Linked DNA regions of Mus musculus: regions 2 and 3 are each linked to region 1. A link is a contact called in public ChIA-PET and Hi-C data. All regions are on one chromosome and are shown on one strand. Each heading gives the region's core, a stretch centred on a gene start, on an enhancer-like site or on the middle of the called end of the contact. The rest is flanking DNA. Distances are from core to core; before and after follow the strand shown.

Region 1 (3,457 bases), core at 321-2,820:
AAGAAAATGGACCACAGACATGCCCAGAAGCCAACCTAATGGAGGCTCCCTCTTCCCAGAGAGAATAAGTTGACAACCAAGGTTGGCTCTAACATAATTAAAATATTAGACACTGGCCAGGCTTGACGGTGAACATCTTTGAGCCCAACACTCAGGAAGCAGAGAAGATGAAGGTGGATGTCTAAGTCTGGTCTACAGAGCCAGTTCCAGGATAGCCAGAACTACACAGAGAAACCCTGTTTTGAAAAGTCAAAAAAATAAGGAAGAAATTGTCTTCTTGCCTTTGTCACTGGTGACTTGACTCTGAGTTTACTTCTCCTCTCCATCTTTGCTTCGAACAGGAATTTATCACTCACCAACAAAACCAAGAAAAGATGCCTGCACATTTGTAGGAAGCCATTTTACACTAGGAACTCAAACACACTTCTAGTGAAAAGGCTCCTGCTCTCAGGCAACCTGTGGCCAGTGAGTAAGATCAAGGCCTGTATATCAACAAAGCTTACCTAAGCAGGGTTTCTCACTCTAAGAACAGCTGAGAGCCCCAAGGACAGGTTCAAGTTATTTTTTTTTTTAATCCTGTTAGGTATCACAAACATAAACTAGTAAAGTCCTATGCTTTTAATACTTGTAAAATTAAAAACTAAAAATCTGTAGAAATTTAAAAGTACAGTTTTTACCCATGTAAACACTTGAACAAAGTCCACATGGCAAATGTCTAAAATAAGTGAATTCAATGGACAAGAGTGATTTGACTCAGGTGATACCGTGGTCACTGACATTCACTTCTGACCAGCTTGACCCTGACTCTATGGGCAGTGTGGCATTGCCAGCCACTTCCCTCTTCAAAGCAACAACGGAATGGCAACCTCAAGGTGAGGTCAGACGCTATAAACACTTTCATCTCTGTTCTTTGGTAATGTATCCCAGCATTTCAAGCAGAGCTACTTGTGTGCCAACACAAGCAGCTAGAGGCAATGAAAGTCCAAGGCAGTACCTGGTTAGGCAATGGAGGTGTCTGGAGACTTTTTTATTTTAATTTTATCTTCAAAAGGGTAAAGAGTAAGTACAATCTTTCTAGACAACTTGAGCATGCTAATGAACCCCACCTACTTAATCGTCCTTATCTTCGGGGGCCTGCAAGCCTCAGAAGGAGTTCCTGTAACCGTGTGCTGAGGGCCACTGGACTCATACAGAAGCAGCTTTCTTGTGGTTACGTTTTAGTTCTGTATATAACCAAGTACCTAACTTTGTTTCCTTTACACTCTCAGCCCATGGCTTCCTGTTAAGACAGCACAAGAAATCCTCTTTGATGGGCTCTCTACTCCAAACACAGCGACCAGACGGGACACATCAAAGAGAAAACCCAAAATGTTGTGGTGAAACTAAAAATATATATAAACACTTCCTGAACTGGAACCAGGACAGAAACATAAAGATTCTACCTCGGGAGGAGTTTTGTGCCTCTATGCTTAGAAACCCAAACCAGGCAGAGAACTGCAGGCTAGGCAAGCTGAGAAGGGGACATCTGAACTGACATTTCCGAATGCAATGCCTTTTCACTCAACCCAGCCTGTTGGTGCTGTGCAGTTCGGATCAACCTGATCCAGGCCTCAGCCAGCTTCCTAGAGATGAACTGTCTTATGGCACTGCAGCACCACCTGCTGAAGAGCCAAAAAAAAAAAAAAGAAAAAGAAAAAAAGTCAATCCACAGCTGAAACTGGTTGTGGAGGGATGGCCTCCACATCATTCCAACCAGCTGCTTTCTCTTGTTTTTAAAACTGAAGCCAGTGCTTGCCCAAACTGCCTGAGAATAAACAGTAACCCCTCTTACTTCTCCCATTGCCTGTAATCACCACAGGAAGATGTGTCTGCTTCCCTCACCACAGCGCCAGCCATCTCAGGAAAGACTGTTAGACTCTATTCACATTTTCCATGGGGCTAAGGACACAGCTGAGGCAGCAGAACACAGCCAAATCAACCCTTTCCTCCCCAGCTTGCTTTTGGTCATGGTTTTACCATAGCAACAGTAACTGTAACTAAGACAAATTGGTACCTGGATCATGGGATATTGCTGTGACAAATCTGACTAGGTTGTTTATTGGAGGATTGTTTATTGGAATATTTATTGGAACATTAGGCTAGAAAAGCCAGTGAGTGTTCAAAGCTTAGTGAGCTATTCTGAGGGAACGTTAAAGATAAGATTATTCAGAGCAGGGGCTGGAGAGATGGCTCAGTGATTAAGAGCACTGACTGCTCTTCCAGAGGCCCTGAGTTCAATTCCCAGCAACCACATGGTGGCTTACAATCATCTGTGATGGGATCTGATGCCCTCTTCTGGTGTGTCTGAACAGAGCAACAGTGTACTCATATACATAAAATAAATAAATCTGGGGAAAAAAAAAGAATATTCAGAGCAATGCAGACAATGGAGTCCTGGGAAGCTCCAGAGGGAAGTTTAAAAGCCACCCAAAGACTCTTATCAGGGCTATTTGCTACTCTGAGCTGATAATCTGTGGTTCTGGTTGTCTGGGGCTAAAGAGTCAGCTGTGATTAACAAAGGACGAGAGCCACTAAAATTAAACCTTTGCTGGGACAGTTGATGCTGGTCAGCTGGAGCGAAGAAATCAGTGGTAGTTTTGTTGTTTGTTTGTTTGTTTTTAAGAGACATGGAAGGAAAATCTGCAAAGTGTTTCCCCAGAGTTGGCACACAGAAGCTGTGTTTCAGAAGTGCCCAAGACTTGGTAATGTGTAAGACCATCCAGTTGGTGCTAGTTTTGAAGGCATGAAAGGGTCATAGCAAGCAAGTGGGGCTTGGCACTCTGAGAAGCCAGGACAGGCCATTAGAAAAGGTACAGCCTTAGTAGCAGTTGAAGTCCTACGAAGGGATCGTGGAGACAAGATGAGGCTTGGCATGAGGAAGAGAGCCCTGAAGAAAATCACAGTCCAATTACAGCAGAGACCCCAGCATTTTGGAGACGCCAGTCCATGGGATGTCATGGTCATCTTGTATGGCCGCCAAGGACAGCAACAGCAGTGGAGTGGAGGCTGCCAAAGCCTGGAGGACAAGTTGTGTATGCTGTAGAAGATGGAGCCAGAGAAGTGGTTTAAGCCTCTGGAGAAACCCAGAAGACTGTGAGTGAATCCCAGCATTGGACATTGATTTATTTACACTTTTGAAGTTGGTTTTGCTTTGTTCAGATTGTGACTGTGCCCTGGTTCTTCCCTCTTGTAGAAGGAAAGTATTTAATTTTCATTTTTACAGGAGACCTTGGTTGAGAGACTGAACTTTTAAAAACATATTATGAATTTTTAAAAGACTGAATATTTTAAAGAGACTGAACCTTTAATATGTTTGAATTTGTAAAGACAATGAGACTTTTAACGTTATATTTTACATTATGATATTATTATTAACATGCCATCTTGGGGAATAAATGAGAAAGAAAAAGCTCTAACT
Region 2 (3,457 bases), core at 637-3,136, 470 kb after region 1:
CATGGCCACCACCACTTAGCAACAGCAACAGAGAGTGGGCATTCAGCACATGCTTGTTACTTAATCCCACATTAAAATACAGCATAAAGCAGATCCCTACTACCATTTTACAGTAAAACTCCTTCAACTGAGCTGCTCAGATTAAAGTGGCCATGGTGGCAGGTAATGCAGAACAATTAGTCAGGTTTGAGCAGCATGCGTGCTTACTATACATCATTGTTGGTCATAGTGCTGGCAAAGGAAGCCTGCTTAATAAAGGAGCATGTAGAGAATTGAGTAAGGAAGATGGCCTGCCTATGTATGGAGCTACAATGTGACTTCATCCTCTGTCTCCCACAGTTCTGTGAAATTCCTTCTTCTCCTTCTTCTTCTCCTCCTCTTCCTCCTCCTCCTCCTCCTTCTTCTTCCCTTCTCATTTTCGTTCTCCTTCTTCTTTTACATTTGTTTAGTGTGTGTGTTTTACCATGTATCCCTCCCCCCCCCTGTGTGTGTGTCTATCTGTATCTGTATCTGTGTGTGTGTGTGTCTGTGTGTGTGTGTCTGTGTGTGTGTGTGTGTGTGTGTGTTACATGTACATGGAGCTTGAAGGATTCGGTTTTCTACTTCCACTGTGTGGGGTTTGGGGATTGAACTCAGGTCATTGGGTTTAGAAGCAAGCACCTATGTCTTCTGAGCCGTCTGCCAGGCAAGTTTTGTGAAGTTTCTTACTACAGACTGGGTATGGAGATGCACATCTATATCATGCCAGCACTCCAGAGTCTCAAGCAGAATTGTAAGTTCAGTACCATCCTATGCTGCGTGATGAGTTTTAGGCTAGCCTAGGATCCTGCCGTAAAGCCAACACACAAAATAAAGTTGCTTTAGATTGCAGCTATTGTACCTTCTGGGAGGAAAGGAGCTAGAGTTTCCAACTTCAGTCCCCTCTTCCTCTCACAACATGTTTGTGTTTTCAGGCCTGATTGTCAGTTTTGAACATATGCAGAAAATGTGGCTTTGGTATATATTTGGGTTCAATCCACTAACCAGTTGGTTTTTTCCTAGACAGTGGTTTAAGGTTCAGGAGTAGGTTTTAGCCTTAGGTTTTTGTTGAATACAGAGACCCTACTTTATGATAACCTTGCATAATTAATTTGAATATTTTTCACTGTTGCCCAAAGATCGTTAAACAGTTTTATCACTTTAGATCCAGCTGCCATTTGCATGGATTTTCTTTCACTGTTCTGTCTGTTTTGATAGCTCTCCCAGTTCCTTGCATTGCAAAGATAAGCGAATTTATGCCTTTGTGTGTGCTTACAGTTTGGCCCTTAACCAAAGAGATCTCTTTTTAAGTCTTTTGTTTGAACAGATGTGTAAACAAAACATTGCTGCTTCAGACTTCACAGTTTAAGGCTTGATGAAAACAGAAACTGAAAGAACACTTGATTTGTATTCTTCGTGGCATACTTGGTGTGATCAGGATGATGGAGAGGCAGGGCCACACATGATGGTGACCTTAGAGTGTGCTTAGAACTGTTTAGCTTTGGGAACAAGTTGTAGGCCCCAGACTTTACTGGCATAGGCAGGCCCTCAGTTCATCTTAGAACCAGCTTTCTGAGTTCAGCCTTCTACCATCATGACTTTCCACTGCCTTTGAAAATCTCCACTTAGTTCCAGTTTCCCATTACTGGCTAACCACCTGGATTTAGGACATCAGTATGACTGGTATCCACTTTTCTTGTGTGCCCTAAAAGGAACCAGCGCCATAGCCAGATCCATTCCTCATCTACCTAGTCAAAGATTTCACTAGTTCCTGGTAACCTGCCACAGACAGGCTATCCTGTCTGTGCACCACTGTGAGCAGCCTTCCTCTGCAATGTGTAGGATGAGGTGAGCTGGGGAGATTCTGTGTGCTGGCTATGGATGTGTCTCCAGAATTAGTCCCAAGAGAGATTATCCATAATACCTTTTCTGTAAAATAGAAACTAGAGGCTTGTCTTAGTTTGGGTTTTATTGCTGTGAGGAGACACCATGACCACAGCGACACTTACAAGGGAAAACATTTAATTAGAGCTGGCTTACAGTTCAGAGGTTTAGTTCATGATTGTCACAGTAGGTAGCATGGCAGCATCCAGCATCGAAGAGTGTTCTATATCTGGATCTGCAGGCAGCAGGAAGAGAGAAACCCCAAAGCCCAGTGACACTTTCTCAAACAAGGCCACACCTCCCAGTAGTACCCATCCCTATGGGCCTAGAGGGGCCATTTTCATTTAAACCACAAGGCTCTTCATGATTATCTTCAAAAGTTAGCATCACGGTGGCAAGCTTGTATAACCACAAGGCCGAAGCAAAAGTACCCAAGTTCAAGGCCAGCTTGGACTACATCATTAGTTCTAAGGCCTCCTGCAGCTATACTGAAAACCCTTGTGTTTAAAAAGAAAAGAAGAAAACAGAAAAAAAAAAACCCACAGTTCTTTACTCTCCTGGATTTTAAACTCTTGATACATTTGTTACAGGATGTGGTTATGAGAGGGCCTTTCCCTGTCAAATTCTCATTTCTATGTAAGAACCTTTCTTTAGCAGTTTACCTTCAAATTTATATTACATTTTAATTAATGTTAATAAAAGGAGGTTTTGGGTTTTTTTTAATAAATATTCCCTGAACTATACAGTGCTGTTTTCTAATATACACATTCCATATGTGGCCGAATAAACAGAAAAATGCAAATGTGATCATAGAGCTGTAAGGTAGAAGGATTCCTTCCTTTGAAAGTATACTGACATTAAAGATTGCTATCTACAGTTTTCTTAAGCTTTTCATATTGGAAAATCTGTAGCTTTTTTTTTTTAGTTGAGTCTGCACTGAAAAACTGTTGCTTGAGTAAAAGTAAGGCCCTTGACTTAGGTCTATTGCTTTGAATTACAGATCATGTACTTTACTAAAGGAATGATGGCTAGTGAGACAGCTTAGCAAGCAGGTAAAAGCCAGCAACCCTGGGACCTTGTGATAGAAAAAAGAACTGACTCTGAAAGTTGTCCTTTGACCTCCACACACATGCCTTGGCATGTGAGTACAAAATAAATAAATGAATGTAAAAAGAATACTAAAAAGATAAGATCCAGATTATCCAAGGACATTTGACTGTTTCATATTGTTACAGGATGATAAATAACTTTCATGGTATATAACCAATGTAAGCCTAAAACTATAGTAAGAAGTGAGTTGTTCAGAATTATGACTGATAAGACCTAGTGTGGACTCATTTATTTTCTCAAGTTTTGCTTTGGAGATTTTATTTGTGTGTGTGGTTTTGTTTGTTTTGTTTTGTTTTGTTTTGTTTTTTCTTCCTAAGTGTGAAAGGGTTGATTTGAGTTTCAGATTTGTACAACATGCATAAGATTCAACTGGGCATGCTCTTATGTAGCGTGAGAGAGAAGGGCAGGTGCACAGTGAACACATCCCTACACAAGTGCCTTCTTA
Region 3 (3,457 bases), core at 601-3,100, 300 kb before region 1:
ACTCATGATTCTCAATGGTTGTCAAAGCTCCAGCCATTGTCTACTTATTCTATCCAGCTAGAAGATGCAAGGAGCTTGCATTGCCTGTCCTTAGGAGGTTCTCTAAGCTGCTGTAGAATATTTGTCCATTTGTTTTGGTGTTTCTGGAGGTTGAACCTAGGGCTTCAGGCACTCTAAGCGAGCTAACAATGAGCCAAGGCCTCAGAGTAAATACCCTGCCAGTACTTTGGCTTATTCAGTCTTAGTGCTACTTAGCTGCAAGGGAGGCTGGAAGATGAGTGAGGTTGCAAGAGAGGCTGCAGTGTGAGTCCATGAAACTTGGAAGTACTAAGGCATTACAGGGAAACAGCTGGACTCTGGTGAGAACAGTTTCAGTGCAGAGAGCAGATGGCTAAACCAGTTCTTGCATCTTCTGTGTGCTCAGTGGGATAAGCAGAGAAAGCAGAAAACAAGACAATCATTGTCTTTATTCTAAGGAAATTTATAATTTGAGGTGGATAGGCAATAAACAAGAGAACAAGTAACTGAACAAGGGCTCAATGAGAAAATAGCAGGTGCTTATAGAAAATAAGTCTCATGGCTTTCCCTGGATCAAAACCAGTTGGTGCATTGAACATCACTAGAGTTGCTTATTCGTGTGTTAGGAGTGCAGTTTTCAGCAGAGCTGTCTGCTTTTGGACTGTGCCTTTTGCTTTGGGGGATAAAAATACACTAAAATTGTTTTTGCTGGGCCATTCATGAGGTCTATTTACATTGGGGAATTGTAGCCAGGCATTTCTATAAAGTTTTTTATCTGGGCATGTTTATGTTAGGTTTTGTTTATGTAATATAAATGCACGTTTTCGGCAGCCATTGATTTAAACATGTGAAGGTCATTATGAAAAGTGTTGTTAGTAATAGAGGAGACTCCCAGTGGCATGTGTTTAATGAAGCAGCATGATTTGTAAAATATCCTGAGAAATGTTAATGTTTTGGATTCTTTCCCAAGGGAGGACTTTTTATTTTCTTCCACTCTGTATGCAATGGTCTTTGATTTTATAGTAGTCTGCCGTAGTATCAGACTTTTGCAGAGAACTTTTTGTTTGTTTTAAACAAAGAGCCATCGGTGACACTTACTTGGCTGTGGTTTAATGCTCTTGGTAGTAGTTCACAACTATCTCTGCAGTCTTGGACTGAAGTGGTTGAGGGCTAGAGGGAGACTGTTCCATGGCTGTGTTGACTCACCTTAGTGATTTTCTGGGGACTTGCTACAATTTTCAGCAATTTAGATCTGTAGTTTATCATCTCGGTTATGGTGAAGACCAAAGTCTGGAGAAGAGAAAAGTCCTTAGATAAGTCTTAGGACTGTCCCTGGCTTTTACACGTGAGCAGCATGAATCAGCAGCAGGAAACTGTGCACTGACAACATATTCAAGCCAAACCAGGACTTGGGGGAAAACAGGAAATTTGACCAAATGTCTCTGCCTAGTAACAGGTTCTGTGTGTCTTTGTTAAGATCATCACAGCTTGTTTTAATTCTCTTTAACTTCCTCTCCAAATTCTGATGCTCTGTTTCTGTACAGTTTCTGTGTATCCTTCATTTAATAAGCACTGTGCTTTAAACAGACTGCTTTTCTGTAATAGAGGAATTTCAAGCGGAGGGAATCTATTATGGAATTGAAATGTGTCTTAGTCCATAGGCACTTTGGTGTTAATAAGTTGCTAATTAATAAGCAAAGCTTTGGCCATCATGGTGGCTAAACAGCCTCTAAGCCCGCTGACTGGTAGCATGGCTTGATGCTGTGCACAGTGGCAATGCCTGGGCTGAACACTTTTGATGCGCTTCACACTGTCTTCCTTTACACTTGGACTTTTGTTGTCACTTTAAGAAACTGTTCCTGTTTAATCCGGGACAGCTGTGTACAGTTGAGAATGTGTGCCTTGGTTCTCACAGAAATCTGACCTAACAGACAGCTGTTGGAACTCCTATATGAAAATCTCTTCTAGACAGTTTGTGCTACTGCTGGACACTTTCCAACCACAGATTCTACTTGATAATAACCACCTTGAGGGTGCAAACCAGCAGAGCCGTGCTTCAGCCCGCTGCCTAGAGGAAGATGGCTGATATTGCACATTTTACATTTACAGGTTAGGGCCGGTGCAAATCACCACGTAGTTGGAAAGTAAGAAACCATAAGTCCATAGACAGAAATCCTTCGGCATGGTAATCTCTACTTTCTTTGCCATGTAACTGGACCATAGCAGGAAACCACTGGCTATGAAGCAAGAAGCTGCCTGAACCAGGCAGCCCAGCTACACAAAGAACCATGTGGCTCAAGAGAGGATCTGGACACAGAATCCATTTTAAAGTTTCCAAAATGAATGTCAGGAAGCACAGTCACTGGAATGAGCTCACTGGCGTGTTTTATTTTGAGAAATGTGGGGCATGCCCATTATGAAATGGGAACCTGAAATGTGATCCATCCATCTTAACCAGCCCAGGGCTTTATTCAATTCTTCAAGCCTTAATCCTGTTAGCTCCACGCACAAAGGAAGCGCAGGGCTCCTCTCTGATGACTCTCCCCAGGCCTCCTGGCATCTGCAAACCACATTTTGAATTTTACAAATGAAGCTTATTATTTGATTATCAATGTGAGTAGCCGTGGTGAGGCCGCTTTCTAGATGAATATTCTAGACTGTGTACTTTGAGAAGAAGCCTTAGAAGATGATGGTTTCAGTAACTTCCTAGAATTGGAGGATTTTTTTTTTAAAGGAAACTTATTTGACTAAGTGAATTTTAGTGTGAAGCACATCAAATGAATGACTTTAAACCCTAATTTTTGGTTTTCAAATAAAAGCTATTTGTTGATTTAAAATGTAACCAGCACCATTTATAGCTTTTTTTTAATACTGTATTTTAAAAAGTATGTGCTTAAGGGGTTTTGAAGAGTTTAATGATTCATAATGAGATTATAAAATGAAAAGTTTTGGTTTTTTTTTTTTTTAAGTTACTTTCTCCAAGTAATTCAGAAGGCTAGTGTGAAATTCTTTAGACTTGCTCATGGCTGTAGATCCTTTGGCTGTAGATCTAACCCAGCAAACGTTGAGATCTGCTTCCGATGCTGCTGGGAGCTAATCCACTGAAGTGAACATGAGCTAATGACACATTAGGCCAAATTCTATTATCTGCTTTTCAGCCGGCTGCTGCAGTTTGATTAAATTTAGTTCTGAGGGCTCAGCTTTGAAACAGCCAAGGGCTCTTCATTGGACTTAACAAAAACTTTCCCCCAGATCTGAATTATTTTAAACCTCCTTTGCTTAGGGGACAGCAGCCATTTCTTTCTGTGCATCAGGAAGTGTTTACTTCCCTTCTGGTTAGAAGCTTTGGCTCTTCCAGGTACTGGGCTGACAGTACTGCAGCGTCTCCATGCCGCTGTGGCCTAGACCTTGTAGTCATTTGGTTTATGTAATAGTCTCA

What was found. Hi-C and Micro-C count contacts between places; a contact is called where the count stands out from the background. ChIA-PET counts read pairs in DNA pulled down with a chosen protein or histone mark.
Region 2: an RNA polymerase II ChIA-PET map of effector CD8 T cells shows a contact between it and region 1, with 6 read pairs. The contact joins two enhancer-like sites. A contact is called at or near these places in 1 of 484 Hi-C or Micro-C datasets (embryonic stem cells) and 2 of 115 datasets of contacts at active chromatin or transcription factors (effector CD8 T cells and memory CD8 T cells).
Region 3: a contact with region 1 is called in a Hi-C map of the Ba/F3 cell line, with 1.9 times the contacts expected there. The contact joins two enhancer-like sites. A contact is called at or near these places in 1 of 484 Hi-C or Micro-C datasets (the Ba/F3 cell line) and 2 of 9 other capture datasets (adipose tissue and liver).

The regions. Positions count from the first base shown.
Region 1 is chr13:63,409,876-63,413,332 of GRCm38.p6, forward strand. The region is part of intron 1 of Fancc (Fanconi anemia, complementation group C); the gene reads right to left. Among named protein-coding and RNA genes, the nearest start is that of Fancc, 20 kb to the right of the region's middle. Within about 2 kb of position 1,571, at least 78 of the 459 cell types and tissues checked have an H3K27ac peak or open chromatin away from gene starts, as enhancers often do. A contact at or near this core is called in the Ba/F3 cell line, effector CD8 T cells and memory CD8 T cells, where this site is marked.
Region 2 is chr13:63,884,390-63,887,846 of GRCm38.p6, forward strand. The region is part of intron 17 of Ercc6l2 (excision repair cross-complementing rodent repair deficiency, complementation group 6 like 2); the gene reads left to right. Among named protein-coding and RNA genes, the nearest start is that of Gm46423, 21 kb to the right of the region's middle. Within about 2 kb of position 1,887, at least 43 of the 459 cell types and tissues checked have an H3K27ac peak or open chromatin away from gene starts, as enhancers often do. A contact at or near this core is called in effector CD8 T cells and memory CD8 T cells, where this site is marked.
Region 3 is chr13:63,110,786-63,114,242 of GRCm38.p6, forward strand. All of the region lies in intron 5 of Aopep (aminopeptidase O), which reads left to right. Among named protein-coding and RNA genes, the nearest start is that of Gm46422, 18 kb to the left of the region's middle. Within about 2 kb of position 1,851, at least 122 of the 459 cell types and tissues checked have an H3K27ac peak or open chromatin away from gene starts, as enhancers often do. A contact at or near this core is called in the Ba/F3 cell line, where this site is marked.